Linked DNA regions of Mus musculus: region 2 is linked to region 1. The links are chromatin contacts, called in public Hi-C maps. All regions are on one chromosome and are shown on one strand. The core of a region is the stretch at or near the end of the contact, and the rest is flanking DNA. Distances in the headings are between cores, read along the strand shown. Region 1 has its middle 57 kb from the start of Dclk3. Region 2 has its middle 32 kb from the start of Gm51694.

The links. A called contact is a pair of places that touch in the nucleus more often than the background predicts.
Region 2: a contact with region 1 is called in a Hi-C map of the N1E-115 cell line, with 4 times the contacts expected there. The contact joins two enhancer-like sites. A contact is called at or near these places in 5 of 484 Hi-C or Micro-C datasets (the N1E-115 cell line, cerebral cortex and cortical neurons) and 1 of 115 datasets of contacts at active chromatin or transcription factors (astrocytes).

Annotation. Positions count from the first base shown.
Region 1 is chr9:111,492,438-111,500,102 of GRCm38.p6, reverse strand. No RefSeq gene overlaps it. Among named protein-coding and RNA genes, the nearest start is that of Dclk3, 57 kb to the right of the region's middle. Within about 2 kb of position 2,837, at least 11 of the 459 cell types and tissues checked have an H3K27ac peak or open chromatin away from gene starts, as enhancers often do. A contact at or near this core is called in the N1E-115 cell line, where this site is marked.
Region 2 is chr9:112,051,180-112,058,844 of GRCm38.p6, reverse strand. No RefSeq gene overlaps it. Among named protein-coding and RNA genes, the nearest start is that of Gm51694, 32 kb to the left of the region's middle. Within about 2 kb of position 5,099, at least 5 of the 459 cell types and tissues checked have an H3K27ac peak or open chromatin away from gene starts, as enhancers often do. A contact at or near this core is called in the N1E-115 cell line, where this site is marked.

The DNA.
Region 1 (7,665 bases), core at 1,588-4,087:
AGGCAGGAGCCCTGGCTTCGATGCTCCACGAGAGCCACTTTCCCTTTGCTCCCAGCATCAGGACAAAGAGCATTTGCTGAGCATTGCCTGGTGAGCCAGCTGCTGAGCCAGATAGTGGGTTCAGCACTGCCCCAGACTCATAGAGACTTCTCAGCTGTAGATAAGACCAGCAATCCCAAGAGATGACCAATAACGCAAGTTCAGAACAGAACTGCTGTTCTGAGAAAGAAGCTGGTACCAAGTCGGGGCATCTCAGAGGAAGCAGAACTTGTAATTTAGTGGTGAAGCAAGGGTAAGGTTGAAGAATACAAAATGTAGGGAGGGCTGGCTACCTGGAGCAAGCTGGGCATGCATAAGATGTATCTGCCTAGGAGGTGGAGGTTTCAGGATACTTTTGGAAGATAGCAGCAAGGAAGGTTCTAGAAGATGGTAAAAAAAATGACTTTAGGTGTGAGTGTCAAGCTAACAGTAACATCAAAGAGCCATTTTCTGATTAATGCGTAATTTCATTCATATGCACTATTGCATTTTGGGAACCAATTTCCTATATCTCCATCTGTCCATACTGTTTGCCCCGTCTTTGAACTTCCCCGAGTGTGGAATATATTCCTTGCTCCGTGGCTTTGAGGCCAGCTGTAAACTCGCTTTGACCACCAAGGGCGAGGCTGGAGATACAGGTTTGCATTGGGGCCTTACTTCTGTCGCTAAATACTGCAGTGACCGAGGTGTCCCAGCAGAGACTGCTGGCCCGTGGAGGATGCAGATCCTACCCAAGAGAGCCTTGGTCTCAGTGAGAGTTTCCTCAGTCACTGCAGCCAAGGCTGGACCACCCAGCCATGCCCCACTTTGATCAGCTAATCGCTGGCCATAACACATTCAGAGATTAATCCATGTATCTACATGTCCTGTCAATGCATGAGCTCAATAAATCTGTCTGTATGTACATGCTCCTGCACACGTGAGGGCAGATGTGCACATCTGTGTGTGGAGGTCAGAGGTCAATGTCAGGGAAGGTCTTCCTTAATCAGGTCCCATGAGAAAAGGACAAAACTGGCTCACAAAAAGTTGTTCCCTGGCTTTTATATGTGTTGTGGCATACACGTGTCTATACATGTACATTACACATACACAATAAAGCAATACAATTTTAAATGTGAAAAAAATTCTTTAGAAAGTAAATATTTCAAGCTCTCAAACTATGACACCTTAGACCACACATAAACACAACCTCCAAATCTAAATGTTTAGATTTTTTTAATTTGTATATTTATTGAATGTGTCTGTGTGCTTGGCCTATCTATATGTCTATGCATTGTATATGTCCAGTGTGTGAGGAGGCCAGAAGATGGTGTCAGATCCCCTGGAATGGAAGTTACACATGGTTGTGAGCCATCATGCCGGTACTGAGAATTGAACCTGGGCCTTCTAGAAGAGCAGTCCGTGATCTTGGAGCCATCTCTCCAACACAAAATCTCAACATTTCTAAGGTACTGCCATATGCAGGAATAAAAACATATTTTCATCATACAATGATTCGCTAACAATTTTTCAGCATGTGGAAACACAGCTCTAGGGTTGTGATCAATAGAATCGATGTTTTGGATATGTCTAGCTCATTTTAGTTTTCTAATCTTAAAATGTTGGCTGACCCTTAGCTATTTTTAAAGGTTGCAGCGGTACACGGGTCTCTTGTCTGTCAGCAGCTGCTATTAGGGGAAAAAAATGTACAATATGAGCAGTTCAATCTCAAGATCTTATCTCTTCCTTCATGCTGGCCAGTTCTAAGTTAGCCTGATCTAATCTTTTCCCGACCCAAGAATTGGGGCTGTGGGTGAGAGAAAGAGCGAGCAGTGGGGAGGGAAGAAGGGAGAGAGAAGAGATGGAAGAGAAAAGAAAAAAGTACAAGAGGAAAGAAGGAGAGAAAGACTGATGCTCTCGGGTTGATGTCCAAGCCCAACCTTCTTTTTCTATTTATCTATCTCAATTTCTATCTCACGCCCTCTCTCCTTTCCCTCCCTCTCTCAGAGAATAAGCACAAATAAACCCAAAGGACTCAAAGCCCTCAGGTGTGGCAGCCCTCGGGTGTGGCCGTAGCTTACAGCTGACTCCACATCACCCGCCTACCACCCTGCCAAAGAATCCCCAATAGCAAATGCAACCCAAACTTGTGCCCTACTGAACCCAGAAAATGTGTTTCCAAGAAGCAATTTGACAGATCCATCTTAACTTTGAGAACACGTCTCTCTGGCTTGCTCAGTGTCTATGGCAAAGCAGACATTTTTAAAATGCAAATAGCATGCTTGTACTTTTCTGTGAACTTCTGTTCCTAAGCTCCTTCTGCAGCCCCTCTCCAACCTTAATCATCCTTCCAACTGTAAGCCTTTTCTCGTGACAGCCCCTCCTCTGAAGTCCTCTTCACCTCTGACTCCAGCACTGCCCACCCTGGCCCCTGGTCCAGCCACCCTGGCTTTCACCCTGCCCTGGGATGGAATCAGGCTATGCCAGGGCCGAGCGCTGTAGAGGCTTTTTATCACCACAAGCAAGAACATCTTGTTCTGATGATACAGCCCTTATCTGTCAGACAGAAATATCCCGATTTGAGACATTAAACCCAGCAAGGCAGAAAATGAGAAAGATGCTAAGCCAGATTGTCAGAAAAGCATTCATCAGAAACCAATAATAGCTACAGTCCCTAGGGTACAAGGTCAGGAGCATGAGCAGCAAGGCATTGTTGTGCACAAGCAAAACTCTACCCTTCCTGATCCAAGCAATGCTACTTCCAAGGCCAGCCACGGCTCAGCGACTCACACGGGAAAGGTGGCCTGCAGTGCTGTATGCAGCGCCACCTGGTGGCTATTTAGTGAGCTGCCAGGCTGCCCAGCCTGAAGTCTATCAGGAACACTTACCTGTTCACCCTTGCTCATTTGTCAAGATGTCACCGGCCCTGGTAGTAAGGGAAAACTCAAAAAACCCTAGTTTAACTTCAAATAAAGTAATTTACTCAGCTTCTTGGCTAAGGTAGATTAAGTCTGAACTCCGGGGCAATAAAATGCTCACCATGCAAGCATTCAGATCTGAACTCAAGCCAAGAACCCCTTCTAAGGAGCTGCACGTGGTGGTGTGTACTTGTATCTCATCACTGAAGAGGTAAGAGCAGGTGGATCCTGGGGCCCATTAGCTGGCCAGCCTATGGGACCCCGGGTCAATTGAGAGGCCTTGTCTCAAATGACAAAGTAGACAGGACCTGAGGCTATCCTCTGGCTCCACACTCACCTGTACACACACACACACACACACACACACACACACACACACAGAGGCACACACAAACACACACACACACTTCAGATTCTTATTAGGATGTCCACAGAGATTCTTTACTTAGTTAAGGATAGGGCACTAGTATCTCCAGCTAGCGGTGTTCACAATAGCCATGATAATGTACAATCCTAACCAGGGTAATCCTGGCAGACAAGACAGGCACACTGTTCTGGAAAGTGCTCTGGAGTCTGCTTTAGTGTAGTCTACTTTGCCCACTTCAGAGCAGGCAAAGCAGGTCAGTAGGCTCTGCAGACCCACAGCTGGGAGGCTCGTTGTAAGCCTCTAGCTTTCTCTGCTCCCGGTTGCCTTTGTCTCCTTGGGTTCCTATAGGAGCTCTTTGGGTTCCTTGGCCTTTAGGATGTTTGGCAAAAAAAAAGATGAAGAACCAACTTGGGGGTCAAAGTTTGTCCTTTTCCTGCCTTAGCAATGAGGAGATACTGATGTCCCAGAGCTGGGGGAGGGGCTGCTGAGCGACAGTGCCAGGCAGAGTCACTGCTCTCAGGAGCATCTCTAAGGCTCTCAGGCATCAGGCAGTGAGACATGTGGAGGTCCTAAGACCTTAGGTAGTAACAGGGCAAAAAGAGCTAGGGACCCAGGAACCCAAATGCCAGGGCACCTGGCCTCACCAGATCCTGAGGTGCCCTAAGGGTGGACAATGGGGCAGTCTCAGCAGCTACCTATCCCTGGAAACAGAATGATCCCGGGTTCGTATAAAATAGAGACTGAGAACTACTTTTCACTCTTAAAAGAACAAATACAGAACATAGTCCAAAGGCTCAACAGTAGCCCGGCCTCCTGCCTGGAATGAGTGTGGATGACCCAATACTCCAGTGGGGTACACACCAATTACTCCAATACTGAGGTGGCTGAGGCTGGAGAATTACAAGTTTGACACCAACATGGCTATGTAACAAGACCTTGTCTCAAGCAAAACAGGAAGTTAATAAAATGCATCACCACCTCCTGCCCACTGCAATGCACCAGCAGCAAACTGCATCCTCCACCATCGAGCTCAGCCGCTGCGTCAGTGCGATTCCAAATGCCAGGAGCGCCACCTGCTGCTCAAATGTGGAAAGTCCAGTTTGTCCTTCATCAACATAATCAAGTTCTCTGTAAGATTTTTAAATGATTTGAGGGTGTTTGTTGTTTAAATAATCAAAAAAAAATGTTAACACAAATACACACCAAGTATCAAACTGATTATAGAGAAAATTGGATTCCAACGTAGGGTTTATTTTGCATTTTAGGGGATACTGGGAAATTCTGCCAGAGGTCAGCTAATGTCTTCGGAGGCATTCACATCAACAGAGGCCCAAGAATTCAGCTACATGCTTCACACTGGTCATAGAAATGGAGCGAGTGTGTCCCATCAGGGTTTCAAGAAACCCTGTGTTGAAAAAGAGAGAGAGAGAGAGAGAGAGAAAGAGAGAGAGAGAGGAGGAGGAGGAGGAGGAGGAGGAGGAGGAGGAGGAAAGGAAAGGAAAGGAAAGGAAAGGAAAGGAAAGGAAAGGAAAGGAAAGGAAAGGAAAGGAAAGGAAAGGAAAGGAAAGGAAAGGAAAGGAAAGGAAAGGAAAGGAAAGGAAAGGAAAGGAAAGGAAAGGAAAGGAAAGGAAAGGAAAGGAAAGGAAAGGAAAGGAAAGGAAAGGAAAGGAAAGGAAAGGAAAGGAAAGGAAAGGAAAGGAAAGGAAAGGAAAGGAAAGGAAAGGAAAGGAAAGGAAAGGAAAGGAAAGGAAAGGAAAGGAAAGGAAAGGAAGAAAGAAAAAGAAAGAAAGAAAGAAAGAAAGAAAGAAAGAAAGAAAGAAAGAAAGGAAGAAAGGAAGGAAGAGAAGAAAAGACAAAAAGGTGCACCTCCTGTTGTCTGTAATATTTAACTTACAGTGTATAAAATGGTTTCATTCTTTCTAGTTTGTTTTCCTGTTTTTCTGCTTCTATGTGTAACTGTGTCTCTGTCTCTCTGACTACTGTGTAGCTATTTCCTCTGAATTGAAACATTCCCCTTAAAGGGAAGGAGGGGGAGATAAGGAGAGAGGGAAGGAGGGGGAGAGACGGAGGAATGGAGGGAGAGAGGTTCAAAAGACTTAAAACTAAACTTCCACAGCTAGGAAAGTTACTAAAGTTACAAGACTCAGGTACATGCTATCTAAAATGTAAGATTGTGTATACACGTGGTAAGCAACAGAGGGAGGGATGAGGAGGTGGACTCCGGGAGAGCTGCCTGCAACTTGAGCAGGGAACTCCGGTGATGCAGCTTCCCAGAGTTATCCCTTATGCTACAGTGGGTTCTTCAGCCATGCAGCCACCTTTGAGACACACATGCTCTTGTAAGTAACTCTTCATCCATACTCCTGGAAATAACCCTAATCAACTAACTGATCACCAAGCTAGATTGAGGCAGAATCACTTCTCTAGTTTGCCATTGGTGTTGTATCTGTTTGTGTCTCTCCAGAAACCATACAACATTCTCTTTCTCTCTGTCTCTTTCTATTTCTGTGTGCATTGCTCTCTGTTTCTCCCCCCTCTCTTTGTCTGTGTGTTTCTGTGTCCATCTCTGTGTCTCTGTGTGTGTCTATGTCTCTCTCTCTCTGTGTCTCTTTCTGTGTCTCTCTCTCTGTCTCTCCCTCCTCTCTCTCTATTTCTCTCATACACACACACACACACACACATTTATTTGGTGTGGATGGATGGGTAAATGGATAAAGTTCATATGGAGAAATTTCTTGGTTCCTTTTCCTGTTGCTGTCATAAAATACCCTGATAAAAAGAAACTGACAGGAGAAATGGGTTCATTTGGCTCTCAACTCAAGACCCAGGCCATCATGGCAGGAAAGTCAAAGCAGCAGGAACTCAGAGCACATGCTCACCCCACACGCAGTCAGGACAGAGAGGATGGCCGCTGCTTGAGCTTCCTTCCCCATCTTTATATCCCAAGGTCCCAACCCAGGAAGCTGTGCTGCCCACAGTGAGCATGTCTTCCCACCTCAGTGTAATCAAGATAATCCACCCACAAAATGCCCAGAGGCCCATCACCAGATGTTCTAGATTCTGTTAATTGGCGATCAACATTAATCATTATAAATGGCTTACTAGAATGTTCTACCTCTAAAGGGACTCACCATGAGTCCGGTTAGGGCTGATTACGGTGTCTCACAGCCCCCATGTTCCCACGGCTCATAATTACATCCATCTGTTGTTCTCCTTGGTAGTTCTGAAGGTCAGATAGGGCCGCTTTGTTCCTGTGTACAGGCCAGCTTCTGGTCCCTTCTAAGGGTCTGTCTTCTTTGAACCAGAAATTCCCAGGACATGCTCTTTTTGTGGTAGGTGGCAGAAGCTCTTGGACCAAGCTAAATGGGCAATTAAGTCTAATCCCTCTGGGCATAGACTTAAGTGCTTGAATCCCATTGGCTAAGGCAAATCATATGACTTCCTTAAGGCAGGAAAGCATAATCTCTCAGAAACAGCAAAGGATAGGAAGGCCAGTAGAGATGCAGATATTAAACTGTACAATCTACCACAGGCTCGAATTGGTTGGTTGGTTGGATGAGTGTTGTTGTTATTGGCCTGGTTTGGTTTGGTTTGGGTTGGGTTTTTTCTGGTTTTGTTTTGTTTTGTTTTGTTTTGTTTTTTGCTTGTTTGTTGAGACAGTAACATGGTTGTCCCTGATCCACCAGCTCCAGGTTCCCCATGCTTGTGTGGTTTCCACAGAGCTGAGAGACTAGGATCTGTTCCCAAATTCTGGGGAATAATGTTTGCCTGGCTGGATGTGCCAAATGTCCACCTCCAGTTCAGCCAGCTATGTCTGGTGGTGACAGCAGATCATATAAGCCAGACACCTCCAGCAGGGGAGAGAGATGGGATTTTGTAGTGGGCAGGAAGTGACTGGTGTTCCTATGTCTACCCCTAAGTGTCAGGAACCAACAAGCTAATAACTAGCAGGTGATCTTCCTGAGATGGGTCTGCCTTGGATTAATAGCTACAACATAGCTCTGATAGACAAGACCCAAGAGAAATTCATTTTAGGAAAGATTCCTGCTATTAATAAGCTTTTCATGTTATTATTAAACATATATAATAATCACTAGGCATTAACTCACCCTTTTGAGCAGATCTCTGAAAATCTACAAAGAAGTACTGCCTTGCAGTGATGCTATATAGGCAAATAGATGGTTTCTTAACCCTTAATGATGCTCCTACAAGAATTCCTAAATTTATGGTAATTATTAAGCTCTTTTACTAACACTCCTATTAAATCCTTTCTGACAGTCAAAACTGCAATGAGAACTCTGCCAGTCTTTAGTGTCACGAGTTAATTGCTTCTGAGATAGTAAGCAGGCATTCTGCAACTTA
Region 2 (7,665 bases), core at 3,850-6,349, 560 kb before region 1:
GCCAGCACTAGCTCTGCCCAGTTGTCCTGGTGTTGAACAACTCAATATGCAGGGCTCCTCCATGGTCTCTGCTTCAGTTCCTGCCTCCAGGGTCCAGCTTGAATTCTTGCCCTCAAAAAAGGACTGTGATGTGGAAGTATAAGCAGAAACAAGAAGGAAAACATCTTTCCTCTCCAAGTTGCCTTTGGTCATGGTGTTTGTCACAGCAATAGAAATCAGAATAGGACACTAGTCAGTAACTGCAAGACATTGAGCCACTGCTCACAAAGCCACAAAGCCTCTCTGCTTTTAAGAAGCTTGTGAATTTTAAGAATAAATTGTGTCTGTGTTTCAGTAAATACAATTACATTAGCCATGGGACTCATCTGAAGAATAACATAAAAATAAGAATGTGAAGAAGAAGCTGGGCAGTGGTGGCGCACGCCTTTAATCCCAACACTTGGGAGCCAGAGGCAGGCGGATTTCTGAGTTCAAGGCCAGTCTGGTCTACGAAGTGAGTTCCAGGACAGCCAGGGCTAACAAAGAAACCCTGTCTCGAAAAACCAAAAAAAAAAAAAAAAAAAAAAAGAATGTGAAGAAGAAAACAAGATATCTATCTGTGATTCTATGAGGCTGTTGTCCTGCCCTATGTTGTATACATGGAATTGGGGTTTGCAGAGACGGGTGTGAATGTGTCCTAATCCTGGCTAAGAGGAGTACCTGTAGAGCAAAGAAACACAAGAAAGAGTAAAATATAATTCAGAGTGTTTGGAGTGGAAGGCAACTGAGTAGAATCTATGGAATGGTGCATCCTGGGAAGTGTACAGACAACCAGCAGTTTAGAAAAATGCCCCAATATAAAGTATTATGATATCAGCCGTGGTTCATAAAAGAATTATATATGTAATATGTAATATGGGATACATTTTAAAGGGGTCTTCACTCAGAGACCATAGACGAACACAAACAGGCAAGGTCTCTCTTATCATGCCACAGCTACCATTGGTATCATGGAACAAACCAGAATGCATCTCTCCCCTAGGCTTGGACCACTCAGCAGTTTTACTGTGGCAACAGCAAAGCTTTAGAGCCTTCTGCATCAGCATATGGAGATGCCCTACTATTGCTTGATTTTCCCTAGGGAGACCAAAAGAAATACCCATTCACCAAGAGCACAGAGCCGGGACAGACCAAAGAAAGATTCCATCCAAGTTCAACTCAATGACCCTGTGCATTATTACTGTGACTTACAGGAGCATCAGTGACTAAAAGGGACAGGGTAAACCGCACACACACACACACACACACACACACACACACACACACATCTCCCCTGCCCCCCCCCAACCTGTGGGAAGGTTGATAGGTCTGATCCCCTGAGGTTCCCGTGCCTGTGATCTTAGCCATCCTCCCTGAAGATGACAACGATCATGTCTGACCCAGAGAGAACAGCTACAGAGCATGGGGAACCTACACTGTCAGGATTTGAAAACAGCCTGGGCTGCAACTGGAGAAATCATGGGAGAGTCACTGAGCCTCCAGCACAATTCAGTCATTATTGATCCACTATGACATCCAATAGCCGCTTCCCATGGTCTTATATTGGAAAATGATGAGAACTGGCATCCATCTATGGCTTGGTATTTTGTCTCCATAATCCTATGAAAATCACACCTTCCAGATAAGATCAGGGTAGTTAGCTTCATCCCACATTTTTTAACCTTTTTACTTTGGGGGGGGTGGGGCGGACCTGCATACCTCTCAACTGGGAGGGGCTGTTTTGCTAGAGGTTTGACAATGTCAAAAAAAAAAAAAGAAAGAAAAACAACAAAACAACTATTTTCCAATAGTTCTTATTATTAATGTCTACCTCAAACTTAAATCTCTGTCTACTTCCAGCAGGGTCTGCAATCTCAAATAATTTCTGTAATGCTTTCTATAAAACGGTGACTCTAGGAGCCTATGTCCTTTGCTCTTCCCTATCCTGTGAGGCATGGCAGCTGCTGGTTTCCTATGGAGATACGAAGATAGTGGTATGTCAGTAGCCCTGAGGATGAAGTCTCAGAGAATGCCATGATGTTTACATTTGCTATTTGATTTGTCTTTGTTAGGTTATATTGAATTTTACTTTTCAGGAGATGTCAATCAGGAAGGGATGTTATACGTATCAGCCACACAATCTAGGAACAAACTGGGACTCATTGGGTATTCAAAGTGTGCATAGACACATTATGCACTGGCCTAGGCTACTTGGGCTGGAGGAAGAACCATACTTTATTTCTTTGTTAATTAACGGAATAAAATGTTAATTTGTTCATTCATTCCCTTATTCACTTAATAAACTGATTGATTTGTTTATATACTGTCAGGCAGCACAAACCCAAGACAAGCCCTGCACCCTGAGCTGCACCTCCAACTAAGAAATGCTATTTTTTTTTTTGCATTTAATCTCAAAGTCTCATTCTTTCAGTATCTGGGGGTGTATGTCAGGATGGGATGGCCTTTAGATACTGAGGACATGGAGAACATGGGGAGGGAGAAAATGAGACCAGATTCACAAAGGTCCTAACATTAGCAATAACATAGCCAGGTGCAGAGGAGATGCTCAGCAGGTAAGACATTTGCTGCAGGAGTGCGAAGACCTGAGTTTTCATCCAGACACCTATGAAGACAGAGCATAGCACATCAAGCATAGCTGAATGTGCATGCCTCTAACCCCAGTGCTATGAGGCAGAGTCAAGAGGATGCTGGGGGTTGCTGGCAGGTCGGTCTATCCTAAATGGTGGACTACAGGTTCAGTGAGAACCCCTGTCAGAAAATGAAAGACAAAGAAGCAACTGAGGGAAATACCAGTGTTAACCTCTGGCTTACACATGACCTGCACAGGCAAATGCACCTATATATGCACTACACACATGTATGTACACCACACACACACACACACACACGTACATGGACTCATGTTTACAGGAACACACACATTCACTATACACAACTGTAATATACTACACACAGATACACTAAACAATCAAAAACGAACAAACAAATAATCAAACAAATAAACAAATGGAGAAGGCAGCTTGTTATTAAGTTCAGAATGATGTTTTTACTTCTAACATACCATAACATGTCCCAACATGACAGATCTACATGTGTGTGAAGGGCAAACAGCAACAGCTCAATCTGTGACCCAGAGGAATTTTACCATAAAGACTTTGAAGTCCTTAAGCTTAGATTGCATGTTGTTCCGTAAAGACCCCCCCCCCCCCCCACACACACACCTCAGCTTCTTGGCTGCCCACTGAAGTTGGTCATCCTATAACCTGGGAAAGCAAAGTGATAGGCAGGTCTGTTTCTGAAGCAATATTCCCTCTCTTCCCATGGAAGGATATGAATGTCACCTACTGCAGGCTCAGGCTCCTCCATGACACTGTGTGCACGCCCTAGTGTTTTAGCACGGTCAGAAATGCCGTGTGCAACAGGGCCACACACTGCTTTCAAAAGCTGGTGAAAACTCAGCAAGAAAATCACCCATCTTTCTCACAAGCATCATGATCCCCTGTCCCCGTCACAGGTTGTCCATTTTTGAATCAAGAAGCACGAGGCCACATTTTCAAATGAGATGTGGGAGCCAATTTCACCCCCCTCTGAAAGGAAAGGGAATTACTAAAGGTGCTTAATAGTAATGTAATAGAGAGCAATGGCCTGAGACTGGAAAAATAGGCCATTCAAATTGGACATTAAGAAAATTTCACTCGAAGCAAGGGCAATTATACAATGAAATAATTTCCTAGGGGAGAGGCAGTGAGATGCTTTTAAAGCAGTTGTTTAAGTGAGCACAGCTGAGAACCCCACAGCTGAGCCTGCCCGAAGATCATTTCATGATTGATTGCCTTGGCTGCCTGGATATTATCTGCCCTGGAGATTTACCTGACTCAGTTAGGCAACACCTTTCCTTCCCAGATGTAATAATCACAGGGATTGGTCACATCCACATCAGGGAGGGCCCTGCCGGGCTCAGGAAGACTCAGGATGCCTGCCGTCAAGTCTTTTCAATGCAAAATCCAAAGCTCTAAGATGATCCCAGGGAAAGGCAAGGGATTATGGTGCCTGCATTTGCAGCAAAGCTGTGTCGGGATAGTATTGTAGGATATTTTGGTGTGCCTGCATACATGGGAATGCAAATAGGTAATACTAGGAGCATCCATGCTGTCTTATATGAAATCTACTTTGATTGGCTACTGTGTCTATGTGCAATCTCATTTAAACGTTCTTGCAGAAGTAACTGATACATTTATTTTAGTCCCTATCAATCATTCTGTGTTAATAGCAAAAGGGGTGTAAGCCATAGCTAGTCCTTCGCGTCCCTATGTGACAGATCCTTTCCCTGCTGGCAGAAGTCCTAAATATTCTAGATCCTCACATGTAATGTGCTGGTTAGCTTTCACTCTTTGGTTTATCTTTCCATTTTCCCATTTTTATTATTTTGGCACCTGGACACGTTCTCTAATCATTTGGGCAAAGAGAACACCAATTGAGAAATTTTCTCCATCAGATGGATCTGTCAGCAAGTCTATTGGACATTTTCTTGATTAAAGATTGATACGGGAGGACCCAGCTTCCTGTGGGTGATGTCACCATAAACAAGTAGCCCTGGGTGGTCTAAGAAAGCAGGTTAAGCAAGCCATGAGGAGCAAGCCAGTAAGCTACACCCCTTCACAAACTGTCTACTTCAGTTCCTGCTTCACACACATTTAATAAAAATAAACAAGTCTTAAAGGAGGTAAACATTAAAAGTAATCATAGAGTGAATACTAAACTAAATTAAAATTTTCTTGCTGAGGAATGCTACAGTATTTACTAAGAGCACATGCTAGCACTGGGCTTCCCAGCAGCCGAAGTGAAAGGAGAAACTATGATGAACCACATGGAGCTTAGGCATAGCAGAGAGAACGACAGTTTCCTTGGGAAGAAAATGAACTCTATCTTGTAGTTCTTTGTGAGTGGTTGGTTATCTACGAAGAATTATCAGAAGTAAGGAATCACAGAGCTATTTCAACTCAGAGTCAGAGGATGAAGGACACCAGTCCCAAGGCAAGCATTAAACCACAGCTGATTATCCAGCCCATATAGTGTGTGGGAAGGAACAGAAAACAGAGAAACTGCATTCTGGAACACAGAAAGCACCCCTGGAGACCATGACAAAATTAATTTGTGAGATAAGGAAATGTAACGTGGTTAATGATGACGTCAAGGTGTCCCCGTTTCAAATAAGGAAACAGAGAATAAACAGGAGTTAAAAACCATCTTAGCCACAGAAGCTGACTGACTCTCCATGGACACAGTGCAGAGACATGTCGTGGGCAGGACGCTCTGCTCATTACAGGCACGGGCAACGTGGAGAAAAAACAGGATCTCTCCTCGCGTGGCCAAAATTCAATCAATATGCAACGTGCCCTTGACAGGAAGTACACAGTAAAATGAGTGTTGTCGCCAGTCAGGTGTGTTTTTTATAAACACTACGCAGATGTACTAGAGTTTTACAGATCTGCCTCGTGGCTGAGAACTAAGCACTGGGGTTTAGCTTTCGGGTGGAGTGAGTGTCTTCAGCTTCTACCGTTCCACTCATGCTGTTTCTTTTCTACTTTTAATTAATTATTTATTTTAAGAAACAACAATAATCAATTATTTAAAATTCTATTTATTTTACATCCCTATCTAAGCTTCCTCTCCCCCCTCCCTTTCTCCTCATTTCCCCTCTATCGCAGTCCTCCAGTCCTCTCTTTCTCCTCATTTCCCCTCTATCCCAGTCCTCCAGTCCTCTCTTTCTCCTCAGAAAAGGGGAACTCTCCCATGGATGTCAATCCCTCTTGCCATAACAAATTGCAGTAGGCTTAGGTACATCTTTTCCGATGGTGGCTACACAAGGCTGATCAGTTAGAGGAAAAGGATCCAAAATTCAGCAAACAGAACCAGAGACAGTCCCTGCTCCTGCTGTTAGGAGTCCCACATGAAGACCAAGCTGCATAACTGTTACATATGTGCAGAGGACCCAGGTCTGTCCTTGTCCATGCAAGCTCTCTGATTGGCAGTTCAGTCTCTGTGTTTGACACTTCAGTCTCTGTGGACCCCTATGATCCCTAGGTTTTCTTGTGCTGTCCTTGACCTCTCTGACTCCTTCAATCCTTCCCATCCTTTTCCACAGGATTTCCCAAGTTCTGCCTAATGTTTGGCTGTGGGTCTATGCATGTTTCCATCAGTTACTGGGTGAAGCCTCTCAGATGACAGTTATGCAGGCCACCTGTCTGCAAGCATAGCAGGATATCATTAATTGTGTAGTGGGTGGGCTCTCTCTCAAGGCATGAGTCTCAAGATGGGCCAGTCATTGGCTAGTTTTCCCTCAATTTCTGTTCCATCTTTACCTCTGCACCTCTTGTAGGCAGAAAAAATGGTGAGTTGAAGGTTTTGGCTCAGTTTGTGTCCCAATCCCTCCATTGGAAGTCTTAGGGACTTCATGAAACTGGAAAGCTTCTGTAAGGTAAAGGACACTATCAAAAGTATAAAACAGTTTCATGTGTTTTGCAAATTGTACCTTATATCTCGGGTATACTAAGTTTCTGGGCTAATATCCACTTATCAGTGAGTACATATCATTTGAGTTCTTTTGTGATTGTGTTACCTCACTCAGGATGATGCCCTCCAGGTCCATCCATTTGCCTAGGAATTTCATAAATTCATTCTTTTTAATAGCTGAGTAGTACTCCATTGTGTAAATGTACCACATTTTTTTGTATCCATTCCTCTGTTGAGGGGCATCTGGGTTCTTTCCAGTTTCTGGCTATTATAAATAAGGCTGCTATGAACATAGTGGAGCATGTGTCCTTCTCACCAGTTGGGACATCTTCTGGATATATGCCCAGAAGAGGTATTGCGGGATCCTCTGGTAGTACTATGTCCAATTTTCTGAGGAACTGACAGACTGATTTCCAGAGTGTGGACACTTTGTCCCTTCTTAGAACTGGAAACAATCACCCATGGAAGGAGTTACAGAGACAAAGTTTGGAGCTGAGACAAAAGGATGGACCATCTAGAGACTGCCATATTCAGAGATCCATCCCATAATTAGCCTCCAAACGATGACACCATTGCATACACTAGCAAGATTTTGCTGAAAGGACCCTGATATAGCTGTCTCTTGTGAGACTAGGCCAGGGCCTAGCAAACACATAAGTAGATGCTCACAGTCAGCTATTGGATGGAGCACAGGGCCCCCAATGGAGGAGCTAGAGAAAGTATCCAAGGAGCTAAAGGGATCTGCAACCCTATAGGTGGAACAACATTATGAACTAACCAGTACCCCGGAGCTCTTGACTCTAGCTGCATATGTATCAAAAGATGGCCTAGTCGGCCATCACTGGAAAGAGAGGCCCATTGGACATGCAAACTTTATATGCCCCAGTATAGGGGAGTGCCACGGCCAAAAAATGGGAATGGGTGGGTAGGGAAGTGGGGGGGGAAGGGTATGGGGGACTTTTGGGATAGCATTCTAAATGTAATTTAGGAAAATACGTAATAATAAAAAAGATTTTTAAAAAAGTATAAAACATTAGCCTACACAATGGGAAAAGATCTTCACCGACTCTTATCCAACCAAGGGCTCACATCCAAGATATATAAAGAACGCAA